2 separate regions of the Macaca mulatta genome follow, and region 2 is linked to region 1. The links are chromatin contacts, called in public Hi-C maps. All regions are on one chromosome and are shown on one strand. The core of a region is the stretch at or near the end of the contact, and the rest is flanking DNA. Distances in the headings are between cores, read along the strand shown.

Region 1 (6,584 bases), core at 25-2,524:
TTTCTACTTAAGAGAGACAAATTTAAGTTATAAGTTGATTTCCCACCAATTCCAGGGCACTGGAGTACTTTGTTACAGGCTGAGTACTTTCTTACTTCTTGCTCCTTTAATTTAGAATGGTTTTCTCTGAGGGCAACAACTGTTTCCATTTTATAACACACAGAAAAATGAGAATTTCCCTTCTCTCTTCACATATGGAAACAGAAAGAAACAGAGGAAAGGACAAATCAATAAACTTACTTTCCATGTGACTTGGTCACCTTCCCTGTCCTCATGTTTGCCTGTAGGAATTTTTTCTTTTGATTATAAAAGGTAGCTGATATGGTTAGGTTTTGTGTTCCCATGCAAACCTCATCTTGAATTGTAATCCCCATAATCCCCAGGTGTCAAGGGAGAGACCAGGTGGAGGTAATTGAATTATGGGGGTGGTTTTCCTCATGCGTTCTCCTGATAGTGAGTTCGTTCTCAGGAGATCTGATGGTTTTATAAGGAGCTATTCTCCCCTTTGCTAGGCACTTCTTCCTGCTGCCTCGTGAAGAAGGTGCTCTGCTTCCTCTTCACCTTCTACCACGATTATAAGTTTCCTGAGGCCTCCCCAGTCATGCTGAACAGTGAGTCAATTAAACCTCGTTCCTTTGTAAATTACCCAGTCTCTGGCAGTTCTTATAGCAGCATGAAAACTGACTAATACAGTAGCTGATGTAAAGTAGAGCATCAGAAAGGGTCAGGGAACTGCTAAATACTTGGGACTACAGGGAACATGCTCAAGGCAGAAAACAGGAGGAGGCTGCATCTAGGCAAATGCCTTTTTTTTTTTTTTTTTTTTTTTTTTTTTTTTAACCACAGCGAATTAGAATCTCCCTGAGGAATCTCTAAAGTATTCTTAAGGGAGCAAGGCAAGTCCTAGAGGGTTCAATTAATCTTACCATGGCCTTTCTGTCCAGTAAAAAATATCAAGTTATTTTGCAGTGCTGAGTGATTGTTTGCCAGCTGAAACTTCAGGTGGAATTCATAATGGAAGCTGATGTCTGAGATCCGTGAATAAGCCAGGAATGAGGTGTATCCAAAGGCATCCGTGCCACTGAACCTCGGCTGAGTGATATTAATAGCTGTGGAAAAACCCAAACCAAACAGTTAAAATAAACCTGTACATGTATTTGTAAAGTGAGGGTTACGTTTTGCTGATTTATCTGGCCAAATAGTCTGTTTACTATTACATTAATTATACTTTAGTGCCCTTCAGCATTGAGCAACAAAGTGACTCAATAGGAAATTTCAAAACAAGAATAAAGCAAGTGCAATGTTTTGAGATCTTATATACAACCTTCACTAGCATACTCTTTCTACATAATGGATAATTTACTTAAAAAGCAAACCCCTATATTTTGAAGCTTAATTTTAGAAATAGAAAAGATTACTGGCAGCCAAAGTATTTGCTCAGGTGCCTCGTAAACATGATTTGGCATCCAAAACCTGGATATGACTTAGAGAGGAGCTCACAACTTTGAACAAACTGTTCTTTTCTAATCCTGCACCTTTATATGAGCCCAGGTCAGGGCTAGGAAAGTCAAGAAACAGGAAGGAAATTGGTCAGTTTTCCATCACCATTGGTGAGTGACCAGAACTTTGCTTTAAGTAAAAATACTTGTTTAAAAGAAATGTTCATTCTTTCTTTGCTGGGATGCTTGTTAAGTAATAAAAGCATGGAATTCAATGGGTGTGAAAGTATAGGGAGATTTATTAAAAACAGGAAATGGTAAAATAGAAGTTCAAGGGCCAGTGTGAAAAAAATGGAATTTAATTGAGAGGTGCTTCTTGTATCAAACTCTTCTCTTTCATTATACTGTGTCCTTCATAAGTCCCCACTGACTTTTTACATTTCCTTACCCCAAGAGGACAACAGAAAATAGAAAGGGGGATTTTTGACACCCCATTCCTGTCTTTTATGGATGATGTCACCAGATTTAGGGATGTTCCTAGGATCTATTTTTATTGGTTGGGGACAGCTCGGTTGAGAACATGAGAGCTTATGTTGTTTCCTTCTCAAGAGATGTTGGAACTCCAGGGAAGCTGTAAAACTAGAATTTTTACAAGCCTTAAGAAATATCCTCACTCTGGTATCTAACGCTTAAAAGAGCTTCTTATGTCTGTTTATAATTGTGTAGCAAATAATTGTGCTGTCCTGGGAAAAACGATTCTTATTGTCAAATGTTTATATATCTTTGTTTCATATGACTATTAAACTAAGATGTTTGTGTGAATAAGCTGAATGCTTTGTTTTGATATTTTATTAAAATCTTATGTTTATTATATGACTATTAAACTATTTGTGTGAATAAGGTGAATACTTTGTTTTGATATTTTATTAAAATCCTATCAGTTTATTCCCTGGGATGTGTGGCATAGGTTAAGTATAATTTTCTCAAAACTCACCCGAATGTGAAGTAGGGACTTTTGAGACATTTTGCTTCTTATACTTATTTTTTAATCTAATGAAAACTTTATAAATTGTGTCCCTGAGATAATAACACTCTTCCCATCAGGTGTATCACTTTCAGTAGTACTATGGGGAGGGTGACTGAGGGAAATGAAATGTACTGGAATTGAAACAGAATAAAAATACTGACCATCATTCAATGTTGGCATTAAAAACTATGAAAATAGAATTCGGTTAAATTTAACACTAAAATAGAAAAGGAATGACTATCTTTTGCTTTTAATATTTCTTCCTGTCAATAATTTACAACTGAGTCTACCTAAAGGTTTCATTACATTTAGGCTAGATTGACAAATACATATCTCATATATATAGTATTTTACTGTCAGACCCTGTGCTAGATGCTGGTGACACAAAGATAAAAAAGCACTAGTCCCTCAAGGAATTAGTGTGAGGTCAATAAATTTATTCAGCTGAACTGGATTGAAAATTGAGGCCTGGTATAAGAACTTTCAGGCAGAAGAAATAGCATGTTCTAGGGTCTGAAGACCAAAACAACATGTCATACTCAGGGAACTTATGAAGTCTGCAAATTTTAGAATGAAGAATAAAAAGAGTGGAAGGAAATGAAACAAGATAGTGGTCAAATCATGAAGAACTTTATATTTTCTTTATTATCCTAAAGTAGTTGGGCAATGATAAAAGTTGTTTTTTAGAAATATTACTCTGTTGATGAAGTGTGAATCAAAGATTAGACAGAGAGTCAGAGGACCATACTTTGGTCAAGGATGAAAATGAGAACTTTGATATCAAGAAATCTAACAATTAAGCTTACGCAGAAGTGTAAATGTAAGGCAATTTATGGGTAATTCATTAAAGAAAGCAATGGTGTGATATTTAAACAGTTAATAGAAATATGTTATCAGTGCAATCAGTTAGTTTCATGATATAATTTTATACTATCAAAAATAAGTACTTTTGAAGTTTGAGAATAATAACGAAGACTGATAATAACCATGACCCATAGGAATGGATCTGTCACATGCTCAGCATTTCTTAGTCTAGTGGTACCTGCAGCTGTTGAGCATTTGAATTGTGGCTAGGCCTGTGTGGGAAGGGTTTAGTATGAAACAATTAAAATATATTATTAATAACATTCCCATATCCATTAAACATTGGGTTAAATAAATGTATTACTAAAATAAATTCACCTGTTTCTTTTTACTTTGAAAATGTCGCTACTAGAAAAAAAATTACATAGGCAGCTCACATTCTATTTCTATTGAATGGTAACGCAGAGAGATCCAAGCATATTTTGATAGGTAAGTTCTTCCTCTAAACCATTCGTTGTGACTTACTTCAAGGGGCTTTTTCTTTTGATAACTTTGAACCTATAAAAAGATAGGGCCTCTATGGGGAGCAATAGGAATCAGGAGAAGGGGTCAAAGATAATATAATCCATCACTAAGAGGCTTCTATGTCTTCACTCACACTGTCTCTATCACTCTGGATTAGGCAGGAGAACGCGAGGGACTCCGATTAGGAGAAGACTTTCAACCTTACAAATGATTCTTTTCAATATTTTAAGCCCTTTTCCATCTTCCACCGGGTAACATTTGGTTAATTTGGTTACTCTACTGCACAAATTCCAAGATTAGCCTTCTGGGAGGATCAGTCATCATCTAGTCAGAAAATTGAACAGATTGTAATGGGAATATTTTTGGGCTATTAAATGCATTTTAAAAAATGTTTGTAATCCCTAGTTGCCTCACAGATACCATGTGTAAAGTCATGCATTTTTTGTCAGTTCTTCTAAAGTTACATGAATGAATTGGGAACATGAGGGAAAAAAGGAGATGCTGGAATTTAAACTAAAATAAATTGTTTAGTGTGTAGAAGAAAGCAGGACCACTAATAATGCTCTGGGATTATTTCAGGTACAGTCAAAAGGTATCCAGACATCATCGAGGAGCATTAAAAATTCTAAGAGCCTAGAGTAGAGAGCGAATATTGTGATATTTTCTATTATATTATAGTGCTATATTATAGGCTCAATGTATAATCTTTTTAGAATGTTATATTATGCTTATAAAACACTTTAGCAAAAGTTATCACGGACAGGGTATAAAATTCTATTTTCTAATCATTTACTAAAGCAATTTTTTCTCATTCCCAATATGGCAGAGAAATAAGGCATTATTGTTTTTTAATGTAACTATTTTTTCCTTTTAAAAATATTTTACTGGCCGGGCGCGGTGGCTCAAGCCTGTAATCCCAGCACTTTGGGAGGCCGAGAAGGGCGGATCACAAGGTCAGGAGATCGAGACCATCCTGGCTAACATGGTGAAACCCTGTCTCTACTAAAAATACAAAAAACTAGCCGGGCGAGGTGGCGGGCGCCTGTAGTCCCAGCTACTCGGGAGGCTGAGGCAGGAGAATGGCGTAAACCCGGGAGGCGGAGCTTGCAGTGAGCTGAGATCGCGCCACTGCACTCCAGCCTGGGCGACAGAGCGAGACTCTGTCTCAAAAAAAAAAAAAAGAAAAAAAAAAAAAAATTTTACTATGGCCAGGCACAGTGGCTCAAACCTATAATCCCAGAACTTTGAGAGGCCGAGGCAGGCAGATCAGGAGATCAGGAGATCCAGACAATACTAGCTAACATGGTGAAACCCCGTCTCTACTTAAAAATAAATAAATAAATTAGCTGGGTGTGGTGGCACACGCCTGTAGTCCCAGCTACTCGGGAGGCTGAGGCAGGAGAATCACTTGAATCTGGGAGGCAGAGGTTGCAGTGAGCCGAGATCGGGCCACTGCACTCCAGGCTAGGAGTCGGAGTGAGATTCCATCTCACAAAAAAAAAAAAAAAAAAAAAAAAAAAAAAGAAAAGAAAAGAAAAAAAAATCTGTGGTTAGTCTTTCTTTTAATCTGAATTATTAAAATGTTATGCATAATGCACAGAAGTGGCTAAGTTGAGCTATTGGGATGTAGGAAAAAGACATATAAATAGCTCAGATTTCAGAACGTCTTTCCTCAACTCTGCAGGGATGCATCCTGAAGCCCGCCGGCTGGTAGGAAAACATAAGCTACTCTATGGCATAGTGATGGAGGGAGGCAGCTGGGGCTGGCCAGTTCAGGCTCCATTCTGGATGTCCTCACTTTCTGTGTAAACTTGGGCAAGTGATTTCACTTTTCTGTTTTAGTTTCCTTGTTCATAAAATGAGAACGTGAGAGTACCTAACATTTGTGAAGAAGGAGAAAAGCCTATAGCTGAAGGAAACACTCGAGCTAATCATACAATTCAAGTGGGCAAACCTCTCCCACCAGACCTGTAATCCTACTATATATTTCCAGTCAAGTCACTTTCCCAGCCTCTAAAATGGCTATTTAATGCTTCCTCTCTCCTCAAACATCTAATATTTATTGTCTCTCATCAGTTAATAATCTTGTTGTTTATTTTGCTGAGAAAAATAAACCCATCAACAGAGAACTACCGGATGATTTCACTGTCAAATTCTCCCACCCTCAAATCTTTCATTTTCATCCCTATGCTTTGCCTTCCCTCTGCTGACAAGGCGGACTCTGCCCGGGTATTTCATCCACCCCTTCTCATCTGCTCAAGTGCATCACTTCAGAAATTCTGTCCTGCCTCCCAGTAGTTACCAAATTCTTCTTCTCTACTGCAGCATTCCCTTTAACATGATATATGCTAGAATGTCCTCATTATAAATAAAAAGCTTCCCTCTACTCCACATTCCCCTCTAGCTACTGCATGTTTCTCTGCTCACCATACTAGCAAGGGGCTTCTAAAGAGTTGTCTGTATTGACTCTTTCAAAATTTTATTACCCATTCATGCTTGATTTTATTCCAGTCAGGCTATCTTCTCTATCTTTTCTTTGAACTTTTGTATGTTAAGATAGCTAGTGACCACAGTCTTTCTAAATTAAATGTCAATTCTGGTTTTATCTTATTCAGTGTCTCAGAAGCAACTGACAAGGTTGATTATTTCTTTTCTCTTGAAATGCTTTCTTTACTTGGTCTCCATGACCACTGCACTCTCCTGGTATTTTTCCTGCCTTAATGACTGCTGCTCCTCATTCTCCTATTTTTCCAGTTATCTCCATCTACCATCATTCTGTATTTGATCAT
Region 2 (6,299 bases), core at 329-2,828, 470 kb before region 1:
GTAACCAGAAAGACTAAGCCATGATTTGAAGCCCCGAACTTTTGAGCCCACCCCACCATCCTCCTGGAAGAGGAGAAGAGCTGGAGATTGAGTTAATAATTGATCATATCTTCTTGAAAAAGCTTCCACAAAAATCCCCGAACAATGGGTTTGGAGAGCAACTGGACTGCAGAACACATGGAGATGCTGAGCCCCAGAGAGGACGTGGAAGTTCTGTACCCCTTCCCCATATCTCGCCTTATGCATCTGACTGTTCATCTATATCTTTTATAATATCCTTTATAATAAACTGGAAAACAAAAGTAAAGTGCTTTCCTGAGTTCTTTGAGCCACTCTAGTAAACGATTAAATGATTTAACCTAAGGAGGGAGTCATGTGAATCCCAATTCATAGCCAGCCGGTCAGAAGTTCCCAGATTGCAGTTGGCCTCTGAAGTGGGGCAAACCTGTGAGAATGAGCCCTTAACCCATGCGATGTGACTCTAACTCTAGGTAGGTATTACCAGAACTGAATTGAATTATCGGCCTGGAACTTTCGAGCTCACCCCACCATCCTTTTGGAAGAGGAGAGAAGGTAGAGATTGAGTTAAGGATCTGTCATGCTTTCTCAAAAAAGCCTTCATAAAAATCCCTGAACAATGAATTTGCAGAGCTATGGACTGTTGAACACATGGAAAAGCTGAGAGGGGTAGCATGTTCTGGCGAAGTCTGAAAGTTCCAGTCTTCAAATCATAGCTTAGTCTTTCTGGTTACCAGTCTCCATTCAGATGCCCACCAAAAGTTGCCTCATTAGAACAAGAGGCACTCCTATCATCTAGGAAATTTCAAGGGATTGGAAGCTCTGTGCCACCAGAGACACTCAGTTGATGTTTGCTGGAGCATCAATATGTGGGCAAAAATAAATGCTACACTCTGGTGTCAGAAGTGAGGAAATGAGAATGAGTAGTGAGTAGGAAAGGGAAAAACAGTTCATGGGGCAAGTCTTACTTCATTATTTCTTTTCAAAACTTTCTTAGTTTTAGGTACTTTTCCGTACTGATTAATTTCAAAACCAGTCGTTTTTGAAAAAAACTCCAAAGTACTTTGAATTTGCATTAACTAAATATTTGGGGGAAATTGAAACTTTTACAATTTGGAGGGTTATCATAATGATATGGTTTACTATTTATTTAGGTCTTCTTTGTGCTCTTCAGATAAGTTATAAGGTCTAATTTACTGTTCAGACATATAATTCCAAGGTCTATGTCTTTCCTGCTTCAGTGTCTTTTCTAATCCATCATTATTCCATCAGTTCATTCACTCATTCATTCTTTCATTCATTCATTTTTTTCCAAGATGGCTTTTTTGAGTATGTTTAAAAGGCTAGAGAGGTCTCTAAGATAACGTACTGCTTTATCTTACAGTGACACATTTAATGAAATAAGATAATTGATGCCAAAGTCTTTTGAAAATTTGGAAAACTACCACGTAAATATCTGTTCCATTCTTATTCTCAATTAGTCACTAAGTGAAAACGTGTAAGCTGAATCTCACAATGACTAATGTTTCTGTAGCCTGCTTAAATAAGCGGTAACTTATTTAAAAATCCGAAATGCTTGCTGAGTCATATATGACTCATAGAGCAGAGTCCCTTAGTCAGGAATGACTTGTAGGGAAATATTCCTAATATTAGAAAAAAGTTAATTGTGTGAATAAGAAAATAACATATAAGATCAAGTCTGCTTCTAGCTCTTGAAAATTTTCTTAAAATTGGAGCAGAAACTTCTTTCTCCAGGTAACAAAAAACAAATAAAACTACTGATTTATAACAAAAGAAAGCATAAATAAGCTAGTCATTCAATACTAGCCAAGAGCTGAAGAATATAGTCTAACGTAAATACAGCAGCTCAGGAAACAATGACCTTGAAAACTAGCAGCCACAAAACAAAGAACAGACTATCAGACTAATATAAAAGTATGGATTGGGAGGCAGAGATGGGCAGATCACCTGAGGACAGGAGTTTGAGACCAGACTGGTCAACATGGCCAAAACCCCGTCTCTACTAAAAATACAAAAATTAGCTGGAAGCTGTAGTGCATGCCTGTAATCCCAGCTACTGGGGAGGCTGAGGCAGGAGAATGGCTTGAACTCAGGAGGCAGAGCTTGCAGTGAGCCGAGATCACACTACTGCACTCCAGCCTGGGCGACAGAGTCAGACTCTCTCTCTCTCTCTCTCTCTCTCTCTCTCTCTCTCTCTCTCTCTCTCTCTATATATATATATATATATATATATATATATATATATGTGGAAATGTAATTAAGTATTCACAATGCAGGTCTATGAGCTCTTAGTGTGCATGGCATTCTGGTTTCTATTTTGATGTTTTAGTTAATGGCTCAACAGATATTTTGGAACATACCATCTCTACAAGGCACTACTAGATGTTGAAGAGAGACATCTTATTGCAGATCTGGCCTATAGGAATCTGCATTTGGTAGGAGTAATGGAGCATTTATTTAGTATCTTAACCCAAAGTAGGATACTAACTGCACTAGAAATGCAGACTTTTACTTTTTTTTATTTTTTATTTTTATTTTTATTTTTGCTTTCTTAAAATAGAAGTGGGGTCTCTCTGTGTTGCCCAGGCTGGTCTTGAAATCTTGGCCTGAAGCAATCCTCCTGCCTCGCCTTCCCAAAGCACTGAGATTACAGGCATGAGCCACCACATCTGGTCAGAAGGACAGATTTTTAAAACAAGGTAGTAAAGGCTTTCAAAGGGGAACAGGGTAATGCAAAGTTCTTTGGAAGAGTTAGCATTGGAATGCAGCTTGAAACAACTGAGACTTGTTCCTGTAAAGTTGAAGATAAGGAAAAGAGGGCAGAAGTCAAAGCACTGAGCTTGCTATGCACTGAAAAACAAGGTGAATACTCAATTTAATGATGCGTGAAGAAAGGAACAGAAACAGGGTCCTTTAGACCTTGATTTTCAAAGACCTGTTTACATGCCATAGGATGCCCTCAAACTTTTGGTTGTTTTGTTGTTATTGACTTAAGTAAGATAACAAACTTCATCAGAACTGTGCTTTGGAATGATTCATTAAGAAGCCACTCTGTAATGTAAATTGTGGGAGTATTAGGCAGAGATTGGAGACTGGGGGCTAAATTAGGAAATGCTTGTAGCTGATGAGAAGCATGGTTGGCAGAATTCTAAAAAGACCCCCTAAATTTCCAACCTTAGTGTAAACATACCTTCTCCTAGGTATTCAATCAAACATTAATCTAGGTGTTGCTGTGAAAAGATTTGTGATGCGGTTATGGCCTCAAATCAGTTAAGGTTGAGAAACATTCTAAGAGAGTCTGACCTAATCATGAACCCTTTAATCCGTGTTTAGAGGTCAGCAACAGGGAAGTTGGAGAGATTCAAACTATGACTGCAATTCGACAAGGGAGAGTTTTTCCACCACTGCCTTTGAAGATGGAGAGGACCACACGGCAAATAATGCAGATGGCCTCTGGAAGCTGAAAGTGCCCTTGGCCAAGAGCCAGCAAGGAAACAGGAACCAGAGTCTTACAATAAAAAGGGCTTAAAATAACACAAATTTCCGATAGCACAGCTTCTGTAGATGAGATGTCCTAATGGCGTGATTGAGTTCTGTGCTCAAGTTACCATAAGACTGAAATCAAGGTGTTGGGTAGGTTGAGTTCTTGCACGGAGACCGGGAACAATCCACTTCTTAACGCATTCTGGTGGCATTTAGGGATAAGCTGGCTTATCCAGGCCAGCTTCATAGAATACGAATACAGTTCCATTTTAGTTATTAGAGACCTATGCAAAGATTTAGAAGTGAATGCTTGATTATTTGAAAGCATTTTAAAACTATTCATTCAACAAGGAAAAGTTGAAAAAGAGTTCAGTACCTATCATGTAAATTATTAAGGTTAGTGCAAAGTAATTAGCAAAAACCGTAAATACTTTGGCACCAACCTAATAATTAACTTATGAGGAACAGTAAAAGTGAGTAAGCCTTTTAGTTAAGAGAACTGGATTTATAGAGTTATTCTAGCTGTGCACTATTCAATTATTACCTTGATTTATTTCATTCTTTCTTTGGTTATAATATGAAAGCAACTACTATATTAATTATTTCACAGGGTTGTTAGTAGGACCAAATTTATTAAAATATACAAAGGACTTCACAAACTGGAAAATATTTTACAGATTTTAATTATAATTATTACTGGATCTAGTCATAGTTATTTGTCTGCAAAACATAAACTATCTCAGTGCATTCAAATTAACCTGGTTGTGAAGATTTAAATTTTTTTACTTTATTTCCGGTTTTAATAAACAGCATACTGAAAATAGTGCCACAGGCACATCACAAAACTAACTATAAAGTAAACAGTTCAGGCCGGGGTAGTGGCTCACGCCTGTAATACCAACACTTTGGGAGGCCAAGGCGGGTGTATCACCTGAGGTCAGAAGTTCCAGACCAGCCTGGCCAACATGGTGAAACCATCTCTCTACTAAAAATACAAAAATTAGCTGGGCATGGTGGCACACGCCTGTAATCTCAGCTACTCAGGAGACTGAGGCAGGAGAATTGCTTGAACCCAGGAGGTGGAGCTTGCAGTAAGCAGAGATGGTGCCACTGCACTCCAGTCTGGGCCACAGAGCGAGACTCCATCTCAAAAAAACATAAAACCAGTTCAGATGACCAATTGGTAAGTAAAACAATTGATTTTTTATCCTAATAAAAAAGAATTTGCCATTCAATCACTAACATCCAAAACTATTTACAGTGCTACATTCTGAATATTTGTGTCCCCCCACCCAAATTTGTACGTGGAAATGTTAGCCCCCAAGGTGATGGTAAGAGGTGGGACCTTTGAGAGGCGATTAGGTTATCAAAGTGGAACCTTCACAAATGGGATTAGTGTCTTTATAAAAGAGACCCCAGAAAGATCCCTTCCGCTTCCACCATGTGAGGTTACTGTGAGAAAACCCTGTCTGTGAGGAAGCAGACCCTCACCAGATGCCAAAGCCGCCAGTGTCTTGTTCTGGGACTTCTCAAACTTCAGAACTGTGAGAAATACATTTCTGATATTTATTTGCCAACCAGTTTATGAAGTTTTTTAATGGCAGCCTTAAAAGATTAAGACAACAGGAAGGGAAAAAAAAAAAGCAGATATTTGCTTGTAAATATCTTTGTGCGTGTGCGCGTGTGTGTGTGTGCGTGTGTGCGTGCGTGTGCGTGTGCGTGTGTGCGTGTGCGCGCGTGCGTGTGCGTGTGCGCGTGCGCGCGTGCGTGTGTGCGCGTGCGCGTGTGTGTGTGTGCGTGTGTGTGTGTGCGTGTGTGTGTGTGCGAGACAGAGAGAGAGAGACAGAGACAGAGTCTCACTCTGTCACCCAGGCTGGAGTGTAATGCTGCGATTTCGGCTCACTGCAACCTCTGCCTCCTAGGTTCAAGTGAGTCTTGTGCCTCAGCTTCAGGTAGCTGGGATTACATGTGCCCGCTGCCATACCAGGCTAATTTTTTGTATTTTTAGTAGAGACAGGGTCTTCCTATGTTGGCCAGGCTGGTCTCAAATTCCTAGCCTCAAGTGATCCACCCACCTCAGCCTTCCAAAGTGCTACAATTACAGGTATGAGCCACCACACTCAGCCTAAATATCTTAAATATGAATGTCAAAATAAAACTAACAGCTATCTAATGATCTTCACCCCTTTGATTTACATGGATTTTAAATGAGGTTTCAATGACATATACTGTATAGTCTTTTTAAACCTGAGACTGATTTACTGTTTCAACACATTAGGGAACATTTAAAGAAAATTGTGTCATTGCCTCAGGATTTTCCAATGTATAAAGAATTTCTTGTAATGCCCTTGTAGATATGGTACTTAAGAGTAAGTAATAAATAGACAAATAATTTTAAAACAAAAAATGGTTGAGACAGAAATGACCTTCCTGGAAAATAAATGCAATTAGAAAGAAGAGTATTGTTACATAAAGTGAATTATACTAAGGATGTTTCTAGGCAAACAGTAGGTGGCAACATCTACACAGACTTGTTTTCAAAAGGCTTGTATAACATCAAAACAAAACTTATAAGCTAATGATTCACGAAATATGGGATTTTCCAAAACTCACATATTAGTAGAGATATTTATGCACAAATCCATTGTTTTGTATTCTTTCTATTTTGGAATGTCATGCTTATGCCTTATCACAAGGACTCCACTAAGATCAATAATCTTAAAAATGTTTTATTTGGCCAGGTGCAGTGGCTCACGCCTAGAATCCCAGCACTTTGG

Evidence for each region. Hi-C and Micro-C count contacts between places; a contact is called where the count stands out from the background.
Region 2: a Hi-C map of fibroblasts shows a contact between it and region 1, with 2.0 times the contacts expected there. The contact joins two enhancer-like sites. A contact is called at or near these places in 2 of 14 Hi-C or Micro-C datasets (fibroblasts and liver).

The regions. Positions count from the first base shown.
Region 1 is chr4:121,663,156-121,669,739 of T2T-MMU8v2.0, reverse strand. It overlaps EYS (EGF-like photoreceptor maintenance factor), which reads right to left. Exons shown (of 40, transcript XM_078001264.1): 34 at 927-1,109. Among named protein-coding and RNA genes, the nearest start is that of PHF3, 190 kb to the left of the region's middle. Within about 2 kb of position 1,274, at least 1 of the 40 cell types and tissues checked has an H3K27ac peak or open chromatin away from gene starts, as enhancers often do.
Region 2 is chr4:122,133,515-122,139,813 of T2T-MMU8v2.0, reverse strand. No RefSeq gene overlaps it. Among named protein-coding and RNA genes, the nearest start is that of LGSN, 23 kb to the left of the region's middle. Within about 2 kb of position 1,578, at least 3 of the 40 cell types and tissues checked have an H3K27ac peak or open chromatin away from gene starts, as enhancers often do.